Linked DNA regions of Mus musculus: region 2 is linked to region 1. Evidence: chromatin contacts called from public HiChIP or PLAC-seq data. All regions are on one chromosome and are shown on one strand. The core of a region is the stretch at or near the end of the contact, and the rest is flanking DNA. Distances in the headings are between cores, read along the strand shown.

Evidence for each region. HiChIP or PLAC-seq counts read pairs in DNA pulled down with a chosen protein or histone mark.
Region 2: an H3K27ac HiChIP or PLAC-seq map of SST interneurons shows a contact between it and region 1, with 9 times the contacts expected there. The contact joins two enhancer-like sites. A contact is called at or near these places in 5 of 39 promoter capture datasets (cranial neural crest, maxillary cranial neural crest, pre-B cells and 2 more), 1 of 15 datasets of contacts at CTCF or cohesin (large pre-B cells) and 5 of 115 datasets of contacts at active chromatin or transcription factors (SST interneurons, bone marrow-derived macrophages, craniofacial prominence and 2 more).

The regions. Positions count from the first base shown.
Region 1 is chr12:77,019,647-77,024,624 of GRCm38.p6, reverse strand. Gm35041 (a long non-coding RNA gene) reads right to left here. Exons shown (of 3, transcript XR_381701.1): 2 at 3,472-3,590; 3 at 2,585-2,886. Among named protein-coding and RNA genes, the nearest start is that of Gm35189, 33 kb to the left of the region's middle. Within about 2 kb of position 2,509, at least 10 of the 459 cell types and tissues checked have an H3K27ac peak or open chromatin away from gene starts, as enhancers often do. A contact at or near this core is called in SST interneurons, where this site is marked.
Region 2 is chr12:77,805,024-77,810,105 of GRCm38.p6, reverse strand. The region is part of intron 1 of Gm35488 (a long non-coding RNA gene); the gene reads left to right. Among named protein-coding and RNA genes, the nearest start is that of Gm35488, 5.3 kb to the left of the region's middle. Within about 2 kb of position 2,220, at least 7 of the 459 cell types and tissues checked have an H3K27ac peak or open chromatin away from gene starts, as enhancers often do. A contact at or near this core is called in SST interneurons, where this site is marked.

The DNA.
Region 1 (4,978 bases), core at 1,260-3,759:
TTATGTATGTGTGTATGTGTATGTATTTGTGTATATGTGTGTCTGTGTGGTATGTATGTGTGTGTATATGTGTGTATGTTTATGTATGTATATGTATGTGTGGTATGTGTGTGTGCAAGTGTGATACACACATGTCTACAGTGTGCTCACCCATGCCTGCACTTCTGAAGGTCAGAAATCAAGTATCTGCCTCCATTGCTCTTCCTCTTGGTTACTTTTAATTTTAAAAAATATTTCATACAATATATTTTGATCATGGTTTTCTCTCCCCCAACTTCTCCCCAGGTCCTCTGCACCTCCCAGCCCACCCAACTTTATGGCCTTATTCACTCTTAAAAAAGAAAACAGCTCGGGGGTGGGGGCTGGGAAGAGAAGAAGAAAGGAAAACTGTAGTCAGGATGTAATAATAAACATACATACATACATACATACATACATACATACATACATACATAGGCGATATCCACAGCCACACAGTGGCAGGCAGACACCACTATGATGGATGGGCCAGGATGTGGAGGGGAGATGGGAGAGAAAGAAGAACAAGATGGTGTGTGCACTAGGAAGACTATGACAAGAAGAGGACCTGGAAAAGGAGGGTAGTGCGGAACAGCTTGATGTGAGTAGCCTGCTCTGCCACCTGAGGCTGCTGAGAGCTATGTCTGAGTTCCTGGCTCTCCAGAGGTAGGGGTCCGTGATGGCCATGACCCACGTTATCTATCACCAAAGGAAACAACAGGAAAGCTTAAAGCTTTTCTGCTCTGTGAGTTCTATGAAGAGTTGGTACTTGGAGTGGTAACCACTGGGAGGACAGGGAAAGGTGTTTATCTAATGGTGAGAATAAGGGGGAAGGCCAGGACCTGGGCATTCCGTTTACTCTGCACCAGCCATGTAACTAAGTGCCTTATTTAGTATTGTGCAGAGTCTGCCTGGGTCTGGATCTCTACAAGCACATAACCTAGGATCTGTCCCAGCTGCAGCGCAAGGAAACCATAGGTAGTCCCAGCACGACTCTGTCCCCAGCATCTTAAGAATGGCCAACCCTCCAACCCAGGAAGTTTAAGATTTCCAGGCTCCCACTCCCCATGAGCCCAGGGTCCCTTTGGGAACAGTGGCTTTGATTCCCTTGGAAGTTTTCGGGAGCTCCATGCTTGATGGATATTCCTCTTGATGTACAGCTATTCCTCCATCTCATAGGCTACCCGAGGGAGTTAAATTCCCATTACGAAAACAAAGCCCGCTGAACTGAAAGAGATGCTGAGAGCGAGGGCCCACAAGAGCCTTGTCTCATTCCCAAAGGGGTGCCGGGCCCATTAAAGCTTTACACAGCTGGCTGCTCACCTGGTCTTCATTTTCTACTTCACTCAGTGAACTAAACAGTGTCCTGAAGAGAAGGGCCCTGCAGAACCGACTGATAAAATTGAACATTTTCCCCTCAGTCCCCTTTGAAGCAAAACCTCTAGGCTGCCTCAAAGAAGGAGGCAGCTTCTTGTCTTTCCTTTTTTTTAGAATGGGAATACAATCTAGGACAGATCAGACGCAGGGCTTTAAAAAAACTTGGCATCTCATTCATTTCTGCTTATAGCAACCAAGGGGCTTCTCCACTGAGTCTCTCTTGTATCAGAGCCACTTCCCGGACGGGGGTGCGAGGGAGACACAGATTTAAAAAGGAAGTGGGGTGAGCAGCAAGGGACCCTTCTTAATTTCAATTCACTCTAATGAATACAGGCTGTGAAGGAGCAACTCACCTCAGGGGCTGCAAAATAGGGTAGAGCCAGCCTTTGTTCTCATGTGAGACTCCGACTTCAGTGCACAAGCACAGGCCAGCACTGCCACGAGTGTTGGGGTGTAGTACGTACCTAGCAAGAGCTGGATTTTAAGAATTGATAAACAGCAGTAGTGCTGGGTTATCCGAAGCTCAGGCTGTCACATGGGGTCTCTTTGTTGTTTGGTATTTGTTTCTTACTTCCTTTTCTTTCTCTATTCTTTTATGACCAAGCCCTTCCCCTCCCCCACTGGAGTGACCAAGCTTGAACAACCCCCGAACCCCACTCCCAAGAACCTGGCAAGGGCTCCCCAATTCTGACTCTAGAGAAAGATATCATTGGTCTCGCTTTTTCAGTGGATGCTTTTGCAAAAGGTGCAGCCTGGTTTCTAGAACTGGGCTCTGGAAAACAGCCAGGAGCAAATCACCCAGCTCCTATTGTCATGGAGCTCATAAAAGCAGGGACCCTACAAAGAGCTTCAAATGGGGACTAGGCCTAGTAGCATAGAGTGCATGGGACCCTGGGTTCAATCCCCAACATGGCAAAATAGAATAATAATGCTGAATGCATCGTGTGGAGTAGGGTGAGCAGAACTGGTTTGTCTTACCATCCCTGAGACCTTAGGCCATTGGAGTAATTGTGACTCAGTCTGCTGGTGTATAAAATAAGGACAGTGAGCCCAACTTCCAGGCTTGTTGTGAGGTAGAAACGAGATGCGCAGAAGGACTCTGTGTGAGTCAGCGTTCACTGCTGGCTGAGTGGGATCTTAACCCTGCACATTTTAGCATCTGGTGGCAAGAATGACTACACTGTGTGCCTTTCCTGTTTTCAAATTGTTTCACATACATCTCTCTCATTCCACGCGCAGTATCATAACCCTCTTGAGGACACAACAGCCCAGCATATCCTAAGGATTCAGTAAAGAGCTGGGTTTAGGTTGCAGGAGAATGTGGAATTTTTCTGCAAAGACACTGAAGTTTCCATCTGGGGCAAGAGCAATGAGAGTCTGAGAATTTCCAGGGCTGAAATGCCAAATGTGCATGTTTGCTCAGCAGACAGGGCAGAGGAAAAGATAAAGTGCACTCCAATCGGGCTGTGATGGGCTCCCGTGACAGATCGCCTGTGGAGCAGAGAAGAACACAGCTGAATAAACCAGGGGCTGGGGAGAAATGAATGCAGCAGGAGGATGCTCGGGAGGGCGAGAGAGTGGAGCATTGTGAAGCTGGAACTGAGATCTCATGGCTGCCCAGGTGAGACAGGGCCAGCTCTTCCTGTGGGGCAGTGCTCTGGAAATGCCAGGATGTGGTTGCATTAGGACCACATGGAAAACAACCAAACGGCAAACCACCAACACAATGAGTAGGGAAGCTTATGATTAATAAATGTGTGTTTGAGCCCAAGGATGCTGCTTCTCCCCACCTCCCCGACATCCCTACTCCCTAAAGCTGCCACGGGGCTGTAGCCGCAGGAGAGAAACCTGCTGTGACCAGAAAATGGTTCTTCTACCTAGTTTCTACCTTTCTGTTCCTTCTTTCAGTGTGTGTGTGTGTATGTATGTATGTTTGTGAGTGTATACATGGATGTACAAGTGCATTGCACAGCACAGGTATGAAGGTCAGAGGACAACTTGCAGGAGTCGGGTTTTTCCTTCCACCACGTGGGACCTAGGAATCACACTCAGGTCATTAGGTTTGCCAATGAGTACCTTTCCTGATGAACCAACCATCTCACCAGCCCAGGAAATGGCTCTTTTCTGAGTGATCTTCGCAGGATCTGTCAGCTAGAGACAGCTGATACCTGTCTTCCAGGCATGGGTGAGGCTCTCTGAAAAAGAAAGTTATTATGTAAACAGGCTTGGTAGTGAGTATCTGTCAGTTCAGCCCTTAGGAGCCTGGGGCAGGAAGATCTCCAAGTCAGCCTTCGAAGTGTGGTCGTTCATCCCTCTAATCCTAGCACTTTGGAGGTAGGGGAAGGACTACAGAAAGGAAAGAGAGAGAGATAAACAGACACACAGACAGACAGAGATCTACTGTGTACTATGAAAGGGAAAGTACTGAGGCCAGCTCCATTCATTTTACCAGCAAGGAAAACTGAAGCACAGAGAAACGACTTGACCGAGGTCATGCAGGTGAGGAAGGGGCTAGAAATGACAGCTCAGCCTCTCTCAAACCCTAGTTCTTAGCTCAGTCTTGAGGCAAATCTATCAACAGTGAGGCCATCTCTGTTACAAGAGATTATTTTCTTCCATCAACCCAAAACGACTTAAGTAAGCATGATGCTGTCCTCTTCCCGCCCAGTGGCATGGTTAGTTTCCGTTTCTCCTCTCTAATTCTAAACGTGTCTTCCAAGACTGGCAAAACCTTAGCCGAGAGACAACACCCTCCCTTCACAGAAGCCTCTGTGGAGATTAGCTCTCGGCACCATCATCACTGGGCTACTAGCTTGATCAACAGTATCATTTTGTCGCCCACTACAGTGAAGGCTGAGCAGTAGCGCTCTCTCTGGCTGCTACGCTGGCCCCAGGACTGAATGCTTAGAGCAGGCCAGCTGCTCTGCCCCTGTCAGACACCACAGTCTCCTACAAGCTGCCAAGAACCAGGCACAGGAAGAAAATAAGCAAGTTGGCACTGGCCTGGGGCTGAGTCATAAAGACTTGGAGGGAATCTGAAGGAAGGTGGTTGGCTCACTAGCTTTGGGAGCTAACAGCTGAAGGAACATCACTTCCTGCACTTCCTGCTGACAGAGCGCCAATGGGCCAGGTGATCTTCCGGACCTGGGGGTGAGCCTCAAACTGGCATTTTATTGCTGATTTTAAAAAACTGCCCTTCCTGGCCACTCCACTGCTTTCTATCTTTTGTTTTTAAATTGCGTGCTCTGTGGCACGGGTGATTTTTAACACTGTGAGGAGCACTCTCTAAAGTGCTCAGTAGGGAGCTGGGTTTGCCTCTTCACAGGATGTAGGTGAGGCAAACCAGGTGGGGATAATCCGGCTGCCTCCCTGGTTCCCTCTCAATGCCACTCTGGCCGGCTGACCACCAGTGTGAATCAGAAACTAGTAAGCCGCGGGGTGTGTGTGTGTGTGTGTGTGTGTGTGTGTGTGTGTGTGTGTGTGGATGGCTCAGCGGTTAAGAGCACTGACTGCTCTTCCAGAGGTCCTGAGTTCCATTCCCAGCGACCACATGGTGGCTCACAACCATCAGTGATGGGATCTG
Region 2 (5,082 bases), core at 971-3,470, 790 kb before region 1:
CAGGGCTCTGATTTTCTGCTGAGGGTCTGAAAGGCACTGAAATGTCACTTTACGTAGGTTTTTCTTTGTTGGTGGTCTTTGTCTCCTAAGAACTCATCAGTCTTCTGGGAGAGCATGGTGGAAGGGCTTGGGCTTTCTTTACTCAGTATTTAGATTGGATGCAATGCTCTACCTTTCCTTGAAACGTGGGTCTCTAAGCCTGAAATGTTGGCCTAGTTTCCCTGTAATGGGTAGAAGAAGGTCGGCCCTCTGAAGCATGGGGCTGGAGAAAGGATGGCCTGAGCAATCATTATTCTCAAGATGAAGCCTTCACCTAGCCTGTTGTTTCCAGCCTCACTCCCTGCCCTAGTCTTTAGACGGATCTGCTACCTCAAAATCCAAAGACGTTCAGAGCTGCATGGCACAGAGCACCCGGTTTGTCATTAGTCATGCCTCTCCAGGCAGCTGAGTTTTGATTTTCTCCGCCGAGTTGTCTGTCCTCCAGTGACTTTTCTTCATCCTGATTTGCACAGCCTTCTTTCTCTGTGCATATACTTTCTGTGATTTCATTTTAGAGTCCTCCAGCTGGACGTGAACACAAACACATTCTTTTAATTTCCAAACATTATTAGAAGCTCTCAGAAATACTTCAGACCATTTCTCTGGGTGGGCCCAATGTGATCCGCATGCAAAATAGACTGAGTCTGACAATAGCCTTCAGAAGATGAGGTACTTCCTTCAGACCCTCCAACCCTGAGACCCTGGATCTTTGAAAGGCCATTTGTTTGTGTGATTTAGAACAATGTAGGTTTCATTTCAACACACAGTACTCATAAAGTATTCATTCAAGCCCTAGACCTCAAGGTGTGTTGTGTAGGTTCTTTTTTCCTGGGTGTTTGGCATGGCTCATTTGTTTGAGGGTGAAGATGCAGCTGCTACTCCAGAAAGTCAGAGCAAGGGAAAATTGAAGAGGGAAGATAACAGGGCTAAAACTATGCACATCAGAGCTTTCCCATCTGGGTTCAAACCCCACCTCAGGCATTCGCTCTCTGCATATCCTTAATTCTGAATTCTGAATGCTACAGTGGCAGACTCTGGTTCATTTTGCATGAGGATCAGGTGGACCTGCTAGAGAAATGATCCCAAATATTTTGAGAACTCGTAGTAAAGCCTGGGAGTTCAGAGCATGCATTGGTATTCACTTAATGTCTTTGAGTTACTCACCTACTAAATGAATGCAGTGATAGCCCATTGGTTCATTGTGGAGATTAAACAATATAATATACATTTAAAAGCATAAATGGTCTAACTTTTATTACTATGGCCTAATAAAATGTTTTACTTACTGGTTCTTCCATGGTTGGCAGAAGCAAATAGTACAAGCAAAGTGTCTGGTGTGCATTCGGAAAGATGAGCTATGGTAATCGTGCCCTTTAGAACTGAGCTCTAAAGCGTGCACATAAAACTGCACCCCTCCGAATGCTTTGAGTTGGCTTTGGTGTCTGAGTCATGTAAGCTTTTGTTGTGGCAAAGCCCCTCTGAGCTCCTCCCTGTGATAATGTTTCCTTAGCAGACCAGAGAGTCTGATGAGGCTCCTGTTGGAAGGTCTGTTTCTGTTCTTTGGAGTCTGTACAGCAAACAGTCCCTGCTTTGTTCATTTGGAGCATCTTTGGCATAAATGTGGATGCCTTGCTCAAGGCCTTCCTCGTATTCCAGATGGGAAGCAGTGCCTACAGAAACCAGCAGTATGTCTGGCCTGGACAGCTGCTGCAAAGTGGGACTATTGAATAGCTAGCTAGAAATTTTGTGAAGAGCCTCAGGGACTCTTTCTCTACACCCCTCTCTCTGTCCCCTTTCTCCTCTCCCCCTTCCTCCCTCCATCTTTCTATTTCACTTCCTGATTATTCAACCCACAGAAGGCGCAAGCCCCAGCCTTCAAGGTTAGCTGGTCCTGTCAGGAGTCTTCTGGATCATATAGAAGCCAAGGCTTTGTAACCTCCGCTCCTGGATTTCAGTACTTCCCTCCAGGGATGTTATAAGATGTAGCTCAGCATTGCCAAGAAAGTTTGTTACGATAAGAAAGAGCAGCTGGTACCTCCAGGACCATTGTTTTAGAAACTCATAACAACAAGCGCCTTGATTTTAATATTCTTTTATAGAGGGGATTGGAGAAGACATTTACAGCTGGCAAATGCTTTCAACTATAACGGGGTGCATGCTCACCAAGGAACACTGCAGAAACCAAGGAGGGTGCTAAGTATAACCGGAAGCCTTGTGATTGCTTCAGAGAGCAAAGAGATGTTGCCTTAGGAGAGGAAAGCGTCCAAATAGCTTATTTTAAGAGCATATTTGGGGTAATAAGATTATTTTTATGAATGCACAAATCTTGTATAGTACGTGCTCTTCCCTCTAGCCTATGGATAAAACCTAAAGCAAACAGAACCTGCGTGTGCAGGGGCCAGGTCCAAAAATACCTCTTGTGGTGCTTTTTTAGCTCCAGCTGACGTTTTTGCAGGGCTGCTTTCAAGCCGTAGTAGTCTCCTTGGTTGCAAATGGGCATGTAAGTCTCGGTGTGCAGTGTGAATGAAGGACCTGATCTCAAGCTTTGAGCTTTGCAGCTTTACCACAGTCCCTCCACTTATGGGAAACCACTGGGTAGGGGCTACCAAATAGCTGACAGCATGGAAGAAGAATCCAGGCTGGATATGCTGGTTTGTGACTGTGACGACAGACAGGCCTTAGAGGACTGAAGCAGGAGGGTTGCTGAGAGTTCCGGGCCAGCCTCGGTTACAGAGTGAGACTCTGCCTCGAAAGATTAACGACATTCCGAAATAAAGGAAGAGCAAACCTCCAACACTGTTATTAAAAAACCTGGCGCGATAAAGCAAATGAATCCATTGCATTGAATATAGCCCCCCAAAAGGCATGAACCTAAGGGGCATCTTGAGTTAAATAGATGGAACTTGTACAATTTAACATGTAATGTGTGATTTTTTTTAGAGATAAGATCCAGCTAGAATTGCTTCAAGGAAGCATTTAAATGCTCAGTGGATGGTCCAAGAAGGCTCCCCGGAGTGGCTCCTCATGAGATTGTCTTTGTGTGCAGAACAGCACCTGGCTCCACAGCATGGAGGAACAAACGTTCTCCAGACTCATAAAGCACTGCTTTAGAAACACATTTCCAAAGGATTTTTGTATTGAGAGACCCTGCATTGCAATAGACGGAGCCTCGTGCTCACCCCTTTGGATCCCTTCCTGCCCAGTCTTCCCTGGAAACCATGAGGTCCTGGTGAACTTACAGTAAGAGTGAGGATTGTCTGGTCTCCTGGGAATACAGTGAGAAGCCAGAAGAATTGTCCCAGATCCACTGAAAGGGACCCTCCTAATTAGATACACTTATAAAACCCTGGCTTGGGTTCTCTGTCTCCTGTCTCTGGGTTCTTTGCAGAGCAGAGGTTCTCAACCTGTTGTTCTTGATCCCCTTGGGAATCAAACAGCCCTTTTACAGGGGTCACCTAACACCCTTGCATATCAGACAGTTACATTACAGTTCATAACAGTAGCCAAATTATAGTTGTGAAGTAACAATGAAAATCATTTTATGGTTGGGGGTTGCTACATGGGATGTATTAAAGTGTCACAACATTAGGAAGGTTAGAACCACTGCTAGTTGCATGCTGTCCCCTGAGGTCCATTGTCTGGCCACCACTCTCAGCCTCCAACAGACCCACAGAACAAGGAACACCCAGATTAGATCCCTTCTCTCAGTTCCCCAGATGCCTTGTAAGAGCTGCTTGCTGTCCCCCTGAGCTCCCTTGTCTGGCCACTGCTCTGATAGCCTCTGCCACACTTACCTCACAAGGAACATCCAGTCTAAGGCTGCCCACCTGAGGCCTGCTGCAAGAGGAACAGTCTGATTAGGCCCACCTTCTAGATACATGCCACACCAGGAATATCCAGGGACAACAAGATGGCGAAAGGCCAGAGTAAGAACACAAACAAGAGCCAGGGAAATATGGCATCTTCAGGAGCATGGCTAGTATTCCACTGCAGCAAGCCCTGGATAGTCTAACACAACCGAAGTAAAAGAAAATGACCTTAAATCCTTATAAAGTTGATAGATGCCTTTAAAGAGGAAATGAATAAATTCCTAAAGAAATACAGGAAAATATGATCAAACATGTAGAAGCCTTTAAAGAGGAAACTAATAAAGCTCTAACAAAATCAAGAAAAAAAAATCAAGTAGGCTACATCCCTGAGATGCAGGAATGGTTCAACATATAAAAATTCAGCAATGTCATCTACCATATAAACAAACTGGGGAAAAAAATCACATGATCATCTCACTAGATGCTGAAAAAACCTTTGACAAAATCCAACACCCCTTCATGTTAAAAGTCTTGGAGAGATCAGGGATACAGGCACATGCCTAAACATAATCAAAGCAATCTACAACAAGCCAATAGCCAACATCAAAGACAAAGCTGCTCACTTTCTCCCTATCTGTTCAATACAGTACTCAAAGTTCTAGCTAGAACAATAAGACAGCTAAGGAGACCAAGGGATACAAATAGGAAGAGCAGAAAAACTCAAAGTATCTATATTCACAGATGATATGATAGTATAAGTGACACCTAAAATTCTACCAGGTGATAAATACCTTCAGCTATGTGGCTAGATACAAAATTAACTTTAAAAAAATCAGTAGTCCTCATTTATACAAACGATAAATGGGCTGAGAAAGAAATTAGGAAAACAACACCCTTCACAGTACCTCCAAATAATATAAAAATATCTTGGTGTAACTCTACCAGGTGAAAGACCTTTTGACAAGAACTTCAAGTCACTGAAGAAAGAAATTGAGGAAGATATCAGAAAATGGAAAGATCTTCCATGCTCATGGATCAGTAGGATTAACATAACAAAAATAGCCATCTTACTAAAAGCAATTTACAGATTCAATACAATTCCCATAAAAATTCCAAAACAATTCTTTACAGACCTTGTAAGAGCAACTCTCAACTCCATGTGGAAAAACAAAAAACCCAAATTAGCCAAAGCAATCCTGAATAAAAGAACTTCTGGGGGTTTCACCATCCTTGA